Regions from separate parts of the Zea mays genome. Here region 2 is linked to region 1. A link is a contact called in public Hi-C data. All regions are on one chromosome and are shown on one strand. The core of a region is the stretch at or near the end of the contact, and the rest is flanking DNA. Distances in the headings are between cores, read along the strand shown.

Evidence for each region. A called contact is a pair of places that touch in the nucleus more often than the background predicts.
Region 2: a Hi-C map of ear shows a contact between it and region 1, with 2.0 times the contacts expected there. The contact joins the promoter of LOC103638165 here to the promoter of LOC100281844 in region 1. A contact is called at or near these places in 4 of 25 Hi-C or Micro-C datasets (bundle sheath, ear, leaf and 1 more).

What each region holds. Positions count from the first base shown.
Region 1 is chr9:27,530,559-27,536,167 of Zm-B73-REFERENCE-NAM-5.0, forward strand. LOC100281844 (formiminotransferase-like) reads left to right here and starts at 2,914. Exons shown (of 2, transcript NM_001154764.2): 1 at 2,914-3,601; 2 at 3,738-4,344. The coding sequence starts at 3,208. The coding sequence ends at 4,249. It overlaps LOC100283838 (DAG protein), which reads right to left. Exons shown (of 4, transcript NM_001156736.1): 4 at 4,378-4,803. The coding sequence ends at 4,661.
Region 2 is chr9:27,728,629-27,734,648 of Zm-B73-REFERENCE-NAM-5.0, forward strand. LOC103638165 (endoplasmic reticulum metallopeptidase 1) reads left to right here and starts at 2,415. Exons shown (of 14, transcript NM_001347987.1): 1 at 2,415-2,761. It overlaps LOC100125642, which reads left to right. Exons shown (of 5, transcript NM_001112573.1): 3 at 262-434; 4 at 512-716; 5 at 829-848. The coding sequence ends at 666.

The DNA of each region.
Region 1 (5,609 bases), core at 1,664-4,163:
CAAATTTCCCGGGTTTGGCAAGCCCATGGTAGTTCCATATTACTCCTTTCATTCAGATTGTCCCATTGATGATGCTTCATGTATCTCCTATTATTAGATGTATATCTAATTTTTGGAGAACCCTTTTTTTCTCAGAGAATATTTTTTCTCTTTCTGTATTTTTTTCTTCTTCTTTGGTGTTTTGTTTTTTTCCTTCCGATTCACTCTCTATCATCTCTTGGACAATTCTATCCATAATCGAAGGATCCTCATTCTCCACTAGATTACCAGCGAATTTATTATCAATATCATCAGTACTAACAAGTGGCATAATAGCCCTGGCACGTTCTTCTTCTAAGCACTTGATCATTTCTAAGTTATCTAATCTTTCATTATCATCTTTCCCAGATTCACTCCAAGTTTTTTAGCTATATCAATCAACAAGTTATTTTCAGAATTTAAGATGGAGAAGGGGTTGGGGTTGTTACCTTTGTTCAAGAAGGCATCCTTCGCTTCAGCTCTGTTGATGGCTTTGTCCGTAATCCTGATATCGTCATTTGCCTCCAGTCTGCTACTTTTCCTTGTGCCTTCAACTTGATCTACCAACTTTGCTTTACCTTTGTTATCCTTACCGGTTTGTTGTTCATCTTGAAATTTAAGAAGTTCACCCTCATCCATCTCCAATTCCTGCTCATCTGCTATCTCCACACCCATTCCTTTCACAAAGTTGTTAAGCTCCTGAGAACTGAGGAGGCCTTCATCACTATCTTCAAAGTCTACCTTCTCATTGTTTTCATCCCCCAGATTTCCCCCCTCTTCATTGCATTTGTCATTTTCATTGGTATGAGGATCTGAAGAAATCATTGCTTCTTTAAACTCAGAGGAAGATGTTTTCTGATTTTCAGGAATCAGAGAGACCTTCCCACTTTCTTGGATATCACTTTTGGGTTTTTTCCCTCCCTTGTCACCCAAACCAAACTCGTTCGGTTGTAAATCAACAAAAGATCTCTTTCTCAAACTAGCTTCTTCCTCATTCCATCCTTCAGTTTCCACCTTTTCCACCTTAAAATAAATGTCATATAAGAGATGTTTGACTCCTATCTCAATGACAGGTGGAATCCTCGCGATGCTCTTCACATGCACTTTAAATCTAACCATGTCATTAGATTTCAGAGAGGCCAGATCCACTTCTTCCACAGCTCCTAAAACCGATCCCATCTCACATATGGCTTGATAGTTCAACAATTCTTCAGGCACATTTTCGGCCTTAATCCAAACTGAGTGTAATCTGGATTTAGCCATAGCCTGTGAAGTCCACGCAGTTACTACAATCTTGACCCCTGAAATCTTCATCTTCAACTCAGTAAAGTTGGTCAGTTCATCAAGCCTGTCCTGTGATGGGAATTGCATCAGGAAACCAAGATGACACTTAGCTGCTTTCCAGGGGCGTCCCCATGGGAAATGGAAGCTAAAATCCCTCTCCAGATCACCAGCAGACACCATACCCTCCACAATTTTGATTAATCCCAGCAGACTCCTCTTTGGTTTTTTGGAAATGTTCTTTCCAAACTGAGAAGAGTAAAACCCCAAACCATCTGCTGCCATTCCCACTAATGGCATAATAGGTTTGTTCAGTCTTGGCCACACACATTACGCAGTTACATTGGTCTCTTTCATGCAGATATCACACCACAAAGCCCTAGAACAATCTCTGGCATGATGACCTTCATCTCCACATTTTTGGCAAAAACAGGGGACAGCTTCCCTCTACCTCCAGCATCCCAGGGAGAGTCGGGGAATTAGGGTTACCTGGGGTATTCCTGTCACCAGATGATGATCCGATCACCTCTCCCTTAGATTTCAAATGTGGGGGTCGAAGTCGCCAACTCATATTGCGGTGTCTCCCCCCAAGCATTGGGTGGGTTCCTCGCCTCCTTAGGCCTTGTTCGTTTTCGTCGGATTACACCCGGAATCGTTCCAGCTAATCAAAGTTTATATAAATTAGAGAAGCAATCCGGTCCGGAATCGTTCCGACCCACCAATCCAGCAGAAACGAACAAGGCCTTAGAGTTCCACCGATCCCACTGTGTGGGTTTCAGCTTGGGCTCCATCTTCTCTGCAGTTTCACCAGCGAGCTCACCCCCTCCCCCTCCTGGCTGAGGACCAAAGTCGGGCGGGAGGAGTGGGATGGATCGCCACCCCCAGAGAAGCTCTCCCGCTTGTGGGTAGGCAGCGCCCACAGCGAAGCAAGAAGGGCGTACAACTGTTTTGGGGAACGAGCACCAATAAGATCAGGTGGAAACCCTACCTCGTTCGTCTTGTTGCCGGCCTTCTGGGCTGTAATCCACCCCTGGAGATGGAGCCCGAGCCGAGACTCCTTGGCAGCCCCTTCCCTAGGTTATCCGCTTTCACAGCCCAACCATGCTCTTCAGGTTTCCACGTACCAGGCCGACCCGCTTCTCTATTCCACCGGTTTTCCCCTGCCTTGCTCTTTTGCAGATTTGTCCAGGGAGATTGAGAATCTCTGCACGCCGGCTTCTGGGCTATGCGTGCGTGGGATGTGCTCAGCCGTAACGACCCGTCTCGAAATGTACCCGAGAGCCCCTGCAAGCCAGGTGGAGGAAGAGGTGGCGGGGGAGGGAGGGGCGCGGGAAGGAGGGGCGTCGGGGGAGAGAGGGGCGCAGGCAACATCAGCTGACCTGGTGTGTGCTCGTCACCGGCGAGTGGCGAAGGTCCCGGCGAAGCCCTCGGCACGTGGCGCGGGGTGGGGGTGGCGGTCGCCAGACGTCGCGCTGACCTGACGGTGTCCCCCGGGGATTGACCTCATATGTCCCTCCGTCTTTTTTTAAAAAAATTGATTATATCCCTTCTCCATGTAAAGATAGTCTACAATCGAATTTTACACCTGCACGGCATCCACTGGTTCGTAACGTTCGACGCAGTGTCTCTTCTATTAACCTGCGAGCACGCGTGGCGCCGGCGAGGCCACACGCAGCCCACCAGTAAGCCGCCACCGCCATGCGGCTCCCCTCCGGCGCACGCCTCGCGCTCCTGCTCGTCCGCCGCTCCCTCTCCTCCGCGTCCTCCTCCGCCGCCGCCCCCGCATCCCGCCTCTCGCGCGCGCACAGAGGTGAGCCCCGACAGACCCCACCCCACTAGGTCCTCGATTCTCCCGGTTCCTCGGGCGGGCCTCGCCTGGTCGCCCCGTGTTCCTCGGGCGCGCAAGCGATGATGCTGAGGCCGCCCGCGTTAGCGTGCTGCAAACTCTACATCTCCGAGGCCCGCAACTCGGGGGCGTTGCGTGCCATCGAGCACGCGGCGGCGGCGCTCCGCCCGTTGGCCGTGCTCGTCAACACCTTCGCCGACGACGCCTACAACCGGGTCGGGTACACGCTCGTGTCCCCCCTCGCGGGCGGCGCCGCCTCGCCGCCGCTGCGCTGCGCGGCGTTCCGCGTGGTCGCGGCCGCGATCGAGGCCGTCGACCTGGACGCCCACGCCGGCGCGCACCCGCGCCTCGGCGTCGTCGACCACATCGCCTTCCACCCTCTGGCCAGCGCCCGCCTCGAGGACGTCACCGCGCTCGCCAGGGCCGTGGCGGCGGACATCGGAGACAGGCTTCAAGGTCCGTTACCATTCATCCCTCCCAGACGCGAATTTACTGGAACCGGTAATTTTTTATAAAAAAATGATAATTAGAGTCTGATCTGATGGATTTGGCCTTGGTGCTCATCGTGCATCCCAACGTACGTACGTAGCAGTGCCGACGTACCTGTACGGCGCAGCTCACAGAGACGGCAGGACGCTGGCGTCCATCAGGAGGCAGCTGGGCTACTTCACGCCGACCTCCCCCGGCGGCGAGCAGTGGCACGGCGCGCCGGACTCGCTGCTGCCGGTGGCCCCGGACGCCGGGCCCCGGACGTCGTCCGCGTCCAATGGCGTGGTGGTGGTGGGCGCCACGCCGTGGGTGGACAACTACAACGTGCCCCTGGCCACGGCCGACGTCAGCGTCGCGAGGCGCATCGCGCGCGCGGTCAGCGAGCGCGGCGGCGGGCTCGCGTGCGTGCAGGCCATGGGGCTCGCGCACGGCGACGGCGCCACCGAGGTCGCCTGCAACCTACTTCACCCGGACGCGGTGGGCGCCGACCAGGTGCAGGAGAGGGTGAGCCGGCTCGCCGCCGGCCTCGGGGTCGGCGTCGGCCAGGGGTACTTCACCGACTTCTCGCGGGAGAAGGTCGTCGAGCTGTACTTGCAGGCCGCTCAAGCTGCCTGAGGCTTCTCGGCAGTGATAGATTGTTTATTGTTCAGAAAGCAGGGTAATGGAATAATCTACTACTGTGTATCTAGGAATCCAGCAGTTGTCAGCCATGGCACAAAAAAAAAAGTTGAGCTGCGAACAGTATGCAACCATCTCAATCTGGTATTCATAGCAATTATATATTGCCACAAAGAAAAAAGACTAGAGATTATACTACGTTGCAAGCCAGGTCCTTCCAAATCTCCAAGTAGCTGTAATTACAGAATACAATACGTCCAAGCTGAGCACATAGAAACGATACTCTAGACTGCAGGTAAAGTGAGATTGCCAATTTAATACAGGTGATACTAGGTGATCCTTGAATTCCAGAGCTGAAACCACCTGGGACTTGTTGCTGTGGTCTTTTTTATGATTTTATCGCACAGTTCATCGCTGGTTCTCCCTCCTGCGTGCGTAGCGGGTTCTGTCATTGTACCTCGGCCTGTCTGCTGCCCTCTGCGGCACGGGCTCCACCCTCCTCTGCCTCTCGGGAGTCCTCTGAACAATCTCACCGTTGACGAAGAGTTCAGCTGCCAGACAAAGGTGATGAGGGGCATTAGCACTTTTTTCCCCAAAATAAAGCAATTGTTCATAGTAACAGTTGTTTCATTTCATCCACGCTGATCTGTGTCCCCCCTTTCAAAGAGGTGCAGAACCGTTAAGAGAGGCCGATGTTGTTAGTCCATTGGCATTCAAAAGCAAGACATTGCCAGGATGATGTGGTTAATAACCGTAACAGACAGAACTACCGATGACAAACAGATAAATGCATTAACACACTGCAAGTAAAAATGCACAACTGCTGTAAACAGATGTCTCACTCCTACTGATCTGAGCCCCATTTCATTGAAACACAGAACCGATAGACATTGCCCACTAGGCTCCGTGCTTTACCAAGATGGACTAGTAAGTCCAGTGTGGTTGTGACTGGACGCTGGTTCAACACTTGAAGACAAAACATATAGAAGTCCCGTCTCTAGATTGGGCATGTAATGAGCTTGCTATGTCTCATCCCTACTGATCTGAACCCCATTTCATTGGGGTGCAGAACCGTTAGAGACACACTTGTTATCAGTCCATTAGCATTCAAAGCTGGGCATTGCCTACAAGGCTTCACAGCTTTGCCAAGATGGACTAGAACATCAACGGCATACGAAACAGCATTGAAATGGAACCATGTCTCAAGCCAATTCAACAATGAACCTAATGTCCCGTCTCATTCAAGTAGACTAGAAGAAAGTCCAGATATCATCCATAGGCATTTGAAGATTGAAATTGATGTTTTCATAACGAGATATGCCTTACAACAACCCATCCAATTTGCTAGACCAAATCT
Region 2 (6,020 bases), core at 1,165-3,664, 200 kb after region 1:
CAGTTCATGTCCTGAATTTGCATCCTGAGCTTGATTTTCTGTCGAGTTGACTTTAATAGCTATTTATTTGTCACTTGTACATCTATTCCACTTCATACCAAACAAACCCACCATGTCTTGCCGGTTCCTGTAGGCAGAAATATGACACTAGATAGACTCCAAAGCTATAGTGCCAGGCTGACAAGTGTTCTGTCAGTTCATAATACTTTCGTTGGCAACTTGTGATTGTCACATACTATCCATAACTAATTGACTGTGCAGGTACCCTCTTGGAGCTAAATCCGATGCTGGCGAGCTGAGCTTCTTCTCAGGAGCACCAGGGAACTCCAGGGGCTTCACCATTGATTCTCCAGCAGATAACTCTTGGCACTCCCTGCCATCCAACGTGCCCCCGTTTACACTGTCCAAGGGCAGAGACTCTGGCCTCCTGCCCGGTGCCTACTCCTACTCCCACATTGAACCACCGCAGGTGCTCGGCCAGGTCACCATCGCCTCGCTGTCACAGGACCAGGAGCGCCACCAGTCGTCGTTCAGCAGCGGCGGGGCCGGCGCTGGTGGATTGCTGGGGAGCGTGAAGCAGGAGAACCAGCCGCTGAGGCCCTTCTTCGACGAGTGGCCTGGGACGCGGGACTCGTGGTCGGAGATGGACGACGCGAGGTCCAGTAGGACCTCCTTCTCGACGACCCAGCTCTCCATCTCCATTCCGATGCCCAGATGTGAGTTGTTTCATACTGATCTCATCTTAGGAACCCGCAGTCCTTCTGTGTGCTTCCCCAATCGTGCTTGGATGTGTTCTGATGACAGCAGCAATCACAATTGTTTCTGCAGGTGATTGAGAACGAAGCTCGTGCGCGGCCAGTAGGTGGCGTTGTCGCATGACGCGCACCCAGCATCGCGCTCGCTGCTAGCGAGCCACCGTCACCCGGTGATTGATGCCCTCATCCTAGCTATTTGTTTCGCTGAATCGCATTAAGAACAGAACTCTATGTAAGAGCAGGATCCTTCCTCATGTATCAATGGGGGCAATGAACTCCATTCTGTTTCTATGGTTGTAGTACCGACCATGCTTTGTATTTGTTGTACCCAGACCGAGAATGAAAACCGCCCAGTCGTCAGGCGTTGTCGTCGCTGCATCAGATGATCCAAGTGTATTGTGTGCTTTCCAGGCTGTGTAAGATCTGATGGCGAATCTGTTACTGCAGTGTAGGTGTGTAGCATCTGTGGTATGGTACCTTTTGTTGTGCTACTGGATCTGGATTGATGCAAAATCTGGTGCTGCCGTAGGCCCCTCTTCCTTTTCTCTACTGCTATAATAATAATACATCTTTTTTTTATGATAGGAAAAGAAATGAGAAGAACAGAAAAAAGATGCCCCCTTTGTTTTTGCTCGCACGAATTCAACACGGATGCGACGCTTCTGATGCGCTCGTTATCTCCTGCCTTTAATATAGTACATGCTTCGTTCATTTTAGAGAAAGTTTAACAATATAATCATCATTTTAGAGAAAGTTTAACAATAATAGTCTACACCGAGCTGTATAAAATTATCACGTCACATATATCCAACCAAAAAGGCTAGTCATATGAGAATGCATGCTATATATTTAATGTTTGACATATTTACTTTGTTGAAGTTTGTGAGCGACCCGCTTTTAGCTAGTTATTAGTGAGCAATCCCTTTTATTCTCTCTATTTTTATCTTTTTTATGTTACTGTGGCATGTTTTTATAACCCATCTATATCATTTTAATATATTTTATAGAGACTGTCACTGCGACCCTAGAGAGACGCGTCCTGGTGGTGGTGAGGGCGGGGTGGCGAGACGGACGGCGCCGCAGGGAGCAGTGCTCGTGGAATTGGGTTAGGGAGTGTGTCCTTTACTAAAATTAGTTTTATTAATTAACACCTGCGGTAAATAAGTATAACAAACAGGAGCTCCTGATCTAAAAGGACAAAACAATAAATAAAAGAAAAGAGGCGAGCCGCACCGCACCGCACGTGAGCCTCCTGAATTGAAAAGGAGCGGACGTGGGGGGACGGGACATGGTCAAAGGCCTGCAGCGGTGTGATTGTGAATGAAAGAAGGGGGGGCAGGGCATGGTTCATCTTTCCCTTCACATGATCACATCCTCCCGATCATTTGAACCGGTGGTTTCCTTTTGGATGCTGTCTGGTTTGCCCTTTCATTTTTTACGTCCCGATTTCGATAGCCTAGTCCTGGGCCTGGCCACATGCAGTTTTTTTCTTCTTTTTCCAGACAATTTCAGCCCAGGCCAAACAAGCCCGAAGAGATTTCAGCCCAGGCTCGTGACCAAAAAAGCCCGAATAGATTGTAGACTCGAAACTTTTTCCAAAAATGTACCATATATATATACATACCATAGGAAGAGATAGAAATTAGAAAGGATAGAGTCCGGGCAGGCAGCCATCTCCGTCTTCTCCGCGCTCTCCATCCTCGGCGGGCGGGTGGGAGGGGCGAGTCGACGACCAGCACGCGCGCGCGTCCAGCGCAACCGCGTCACGGAACCCTAGCGTCGCCTCGTTCGCTGCCCAACTCTCCTCCAGACTCCAGTGCACAGGTCTCCATCACGGGGAATTCTCATATAGCAAGTCGTCGTCCTCGTCCTCGTCCTCGTCCTCTCCTCCGGTGGGTGGATCGGCCATCGCGCCGGGCCGGGCGGGCATACCTACGTACACACTCCCCGGTTCCCGTCCCCGTCCCCGTCCCGCATTCGATTGGTTCCTTCGTCTTCGTCTGCCGGTAAGGAATTCAATTCCCGGATGGGTTTTCTACGATCGAGTGCGCTTCGGTCTTCGTCTGCTTGTTTTGTTATACTCTGCTTGCTCTGAGGTCTCAGCTAGTCCCTCAGCTACCGCACCCAAATCCAAATCCTGCCTGCTGGGATGGATGGACTGCCGTCCAAGCAACAAAATTTGTTGCGGATCTGTTCCTTCGGAGGTGGGACTTTTTTTTGTCCCGGCTTCACCGATTCTTCTCGCTGCTGGGGCGGGACTGCGGCTTTCTGGATCTAATTCGGCGTTCCTCGATGCCGAGGATCACGGGGATGGACGAGATTGTGTGCTAATCCTAGCCTGGCGCACTAGATAAACCAGCGTTAGGTTGTCAGTTATGTGAATTATTAATCCATGGTGACGACTGACCAAGTTGCAAGCTGTTGGAGCAAGAAAAAAGCGCACTTGTCCCCGATATAGTGGGGGCCACGTGTTAGCAGCAAGGATATTCGGATAGGACAGGGATCCAGAAGAGAGGAAGAAGCGAGAACGCCGGCTAGAACGCCGTGGCGGCTGTAACTTGGAAGAGAAGACAAGTATCGTATATTTCTTACATGCCCTTCTCCAGGCAGCTCTCAGGTATTTATACTAGTTACTTTCGCTCAGCCCATTAACCCAGGACGGCCCACAAACTCTAGTATTCCTTCTCCTCACTCTCCCAGACGTGCGTGCTCCAGCGTCGGCCTTGGTTGCTGCAGTTGGCCCGGCTTCTTGATCTGTGTTGCTAACATTCCCTCCCGGTGGAAACGCTGATTGCCCCCAAACAGCGGCTTTAGGAAACTGCTGGCGCAAGTCTTGTAAATTCTCCCATGTAGCCAAAGCCTCCGGCATGTAGGACCAACGCACCAGCACCTGGGAACACGGATGTTGACCACGCATCACAGTACGGTACTGCAAAATCTTCTCAGGAACGCTGAAACCGTAGTCCTCAGTTGGCAATGAGGGAGATACAGTCAGACCAGCTCCAAGTGCCTTCTTCATTTGAGAAACATGAAACACAGGATGAATCCTTGAAGATGATGGCAGCTGCAATTTATAAGCGACAGTGCCGAGACGCTGCTCAATACGAAAGGGCCCGAAAAACTTGAAGGCCAATTTTTGGTGAGCCCGAGCAGCAACCGACGATTGTACATATGGCTGTAACTTCAGAAATACCCAATCTCCAACTGCAAATTGTCTCTCGGTGCGGCCCTTGTCGGCTTGGCGTTTCATACGCAGTTTAGCCCTCTCCAAATGTTGTCTAACCAAGGACGACATCAACTGCCGATCATGAAGCCAGGATGCAAGATCAGTAGAGTGCACATTAACTTCATCAGGAATACCAAAGTGGCGAGGACGACACCCATAAAGAGCCTCAAAAGGAGACATGCCAGTAGCTGAATGAGGAGAGGAGTTGTACCAAAACTGAGCCACAGCTAGCCATTGACTCCATTGAGTTGGACAGGCATGGACAAAACAGCGAAGAAAAGTTTCAAGACACTGATTAACTCGCTCGGTCTGTCCATCAGACTGTGGGTGGTACGCCGAACTCATACATAGCTGAACATCCGCCAAACGGAAGAGCTCCTGCCAGAGATGACTAAGAAATATCTTGTCACGATCTGAGACAATGGACTGGGGCAGCCCGTGATGTTTATAAATTTGGTCATGAAACAATCGAGCCACTAAGAGTGCAGTAAACGGGTGTCGCAATGGCAGGAAATTGGCGTACTTGGTGAAGGTGTCAACGACAACCAGAATGCATGTGTAAGTCTGAGATGGAGGTAAGGCTTCAATAAAATCCAATGAAATCATCTGCCATAAAGAAGTGGAAACAGGTAGGGGTTGCAACAGGCCTGGCAACTTGGAGCGATCAGCTTTGGCCTGCTGACAGACAGTGCAGTGACTGACAAATTTCTGCACAGTCTCCTTCATTCCCTTCCAAGCAAACATCTGCTTGAGACGGGCATAAGTAACAGGTATGCCTGAATGACCTCCGATAGCTGAAGAATGAAATGCAGTTAACAATCTGGACTGTAATTCTGGCGAAGCACCAACCCATATACGATTTTTATAGCGAAGCAACCCATCCTGCCAAGTATAATGTGGCACAGCAGAAGGATCAATGACTAGTTTGGCAATTAAATTTGTAGCTACTGTATCTTGTGCATAAGAATTAACCACATCAGTCACCCATTTTGGTATACAGGAAGATAAGGCCAGACAAGAAGACACCACTCCAGGGTGCCTAGAAAGAGCGTCAGCAGCACTGTTATCTACCCCTTTTTTGAATACAATCCGGTATTGAAGTCCTAACAGTTTGGTGAACATTTTCTTTTGCCACGAAGTGTGAAGTCTTTGTTCATCCAACTGAGCCAAACTTCGGTGATCAGTGAAAATCTGAAATTCCTTCAACTGGAGGTAGTGACGCCAGTGATCGACAGCCGTGATAATAGCGAGATACTCTTTCTCATAAGTGGACAAGCCTTGTGACTTAGGACCAAGTGCTTTGCTCAGATAAGCTATAGGGTGCCCGGACTGCATCAGTACTGCACCAATACCAACCTGACTAGCATCAGTCTCCAAACAAAAAGGTTGTGAAAAATCCGGTAGTGCCAACACCGGTGCTGAAACAAGAGCTGTCTTAAGAGCTTGGAAAGCAGTCTCATGAGATGACGTCCATACAAACAAAACCCCTTTTTTAAGCAGTGCTGTCAGCGGTTTTGCCAGGATACCGAAATGCTTGACAAAACGACGGTAGTACCCTGCCAGCCCAAGGAAACTACGCAATTCTTTGAGATTATTAGGGGAAGCCCATTGAGCAACAGCTGTGATCTTCTCAGGGTCAGTTCCAACACCTGCAGCTGATATAACATGTCCCAAATACGATAATTCCGGTTGGGCAAAAACACACTTAGAAAGCTTGATCTGCCAACGATCCCGGCGCAACAACTCCAGCACCGACCTCACATGGTGACAATGTTCTTCAAAATTGGCACTGTAAATTAGAATGTCGTCAAAGAATACCAAGACACAGCGGCGCAATAAGGGCGCTAGTGTGGCATGCATAGCCCGTTGAAAGGTAGCTGGTGCCCCAGTCAATCCAAATGCCATAACCCGAAATTCATAGTGGCCGGAGTGAGTTTGAAAGGCAGTTTTATGTGTATCATCTGGTTGCAGGAGGATTTGATGATAACCGGCTGTGAGGTCCAAACTGGTGAAACATGAAGCATGGCCCAATTCATCCA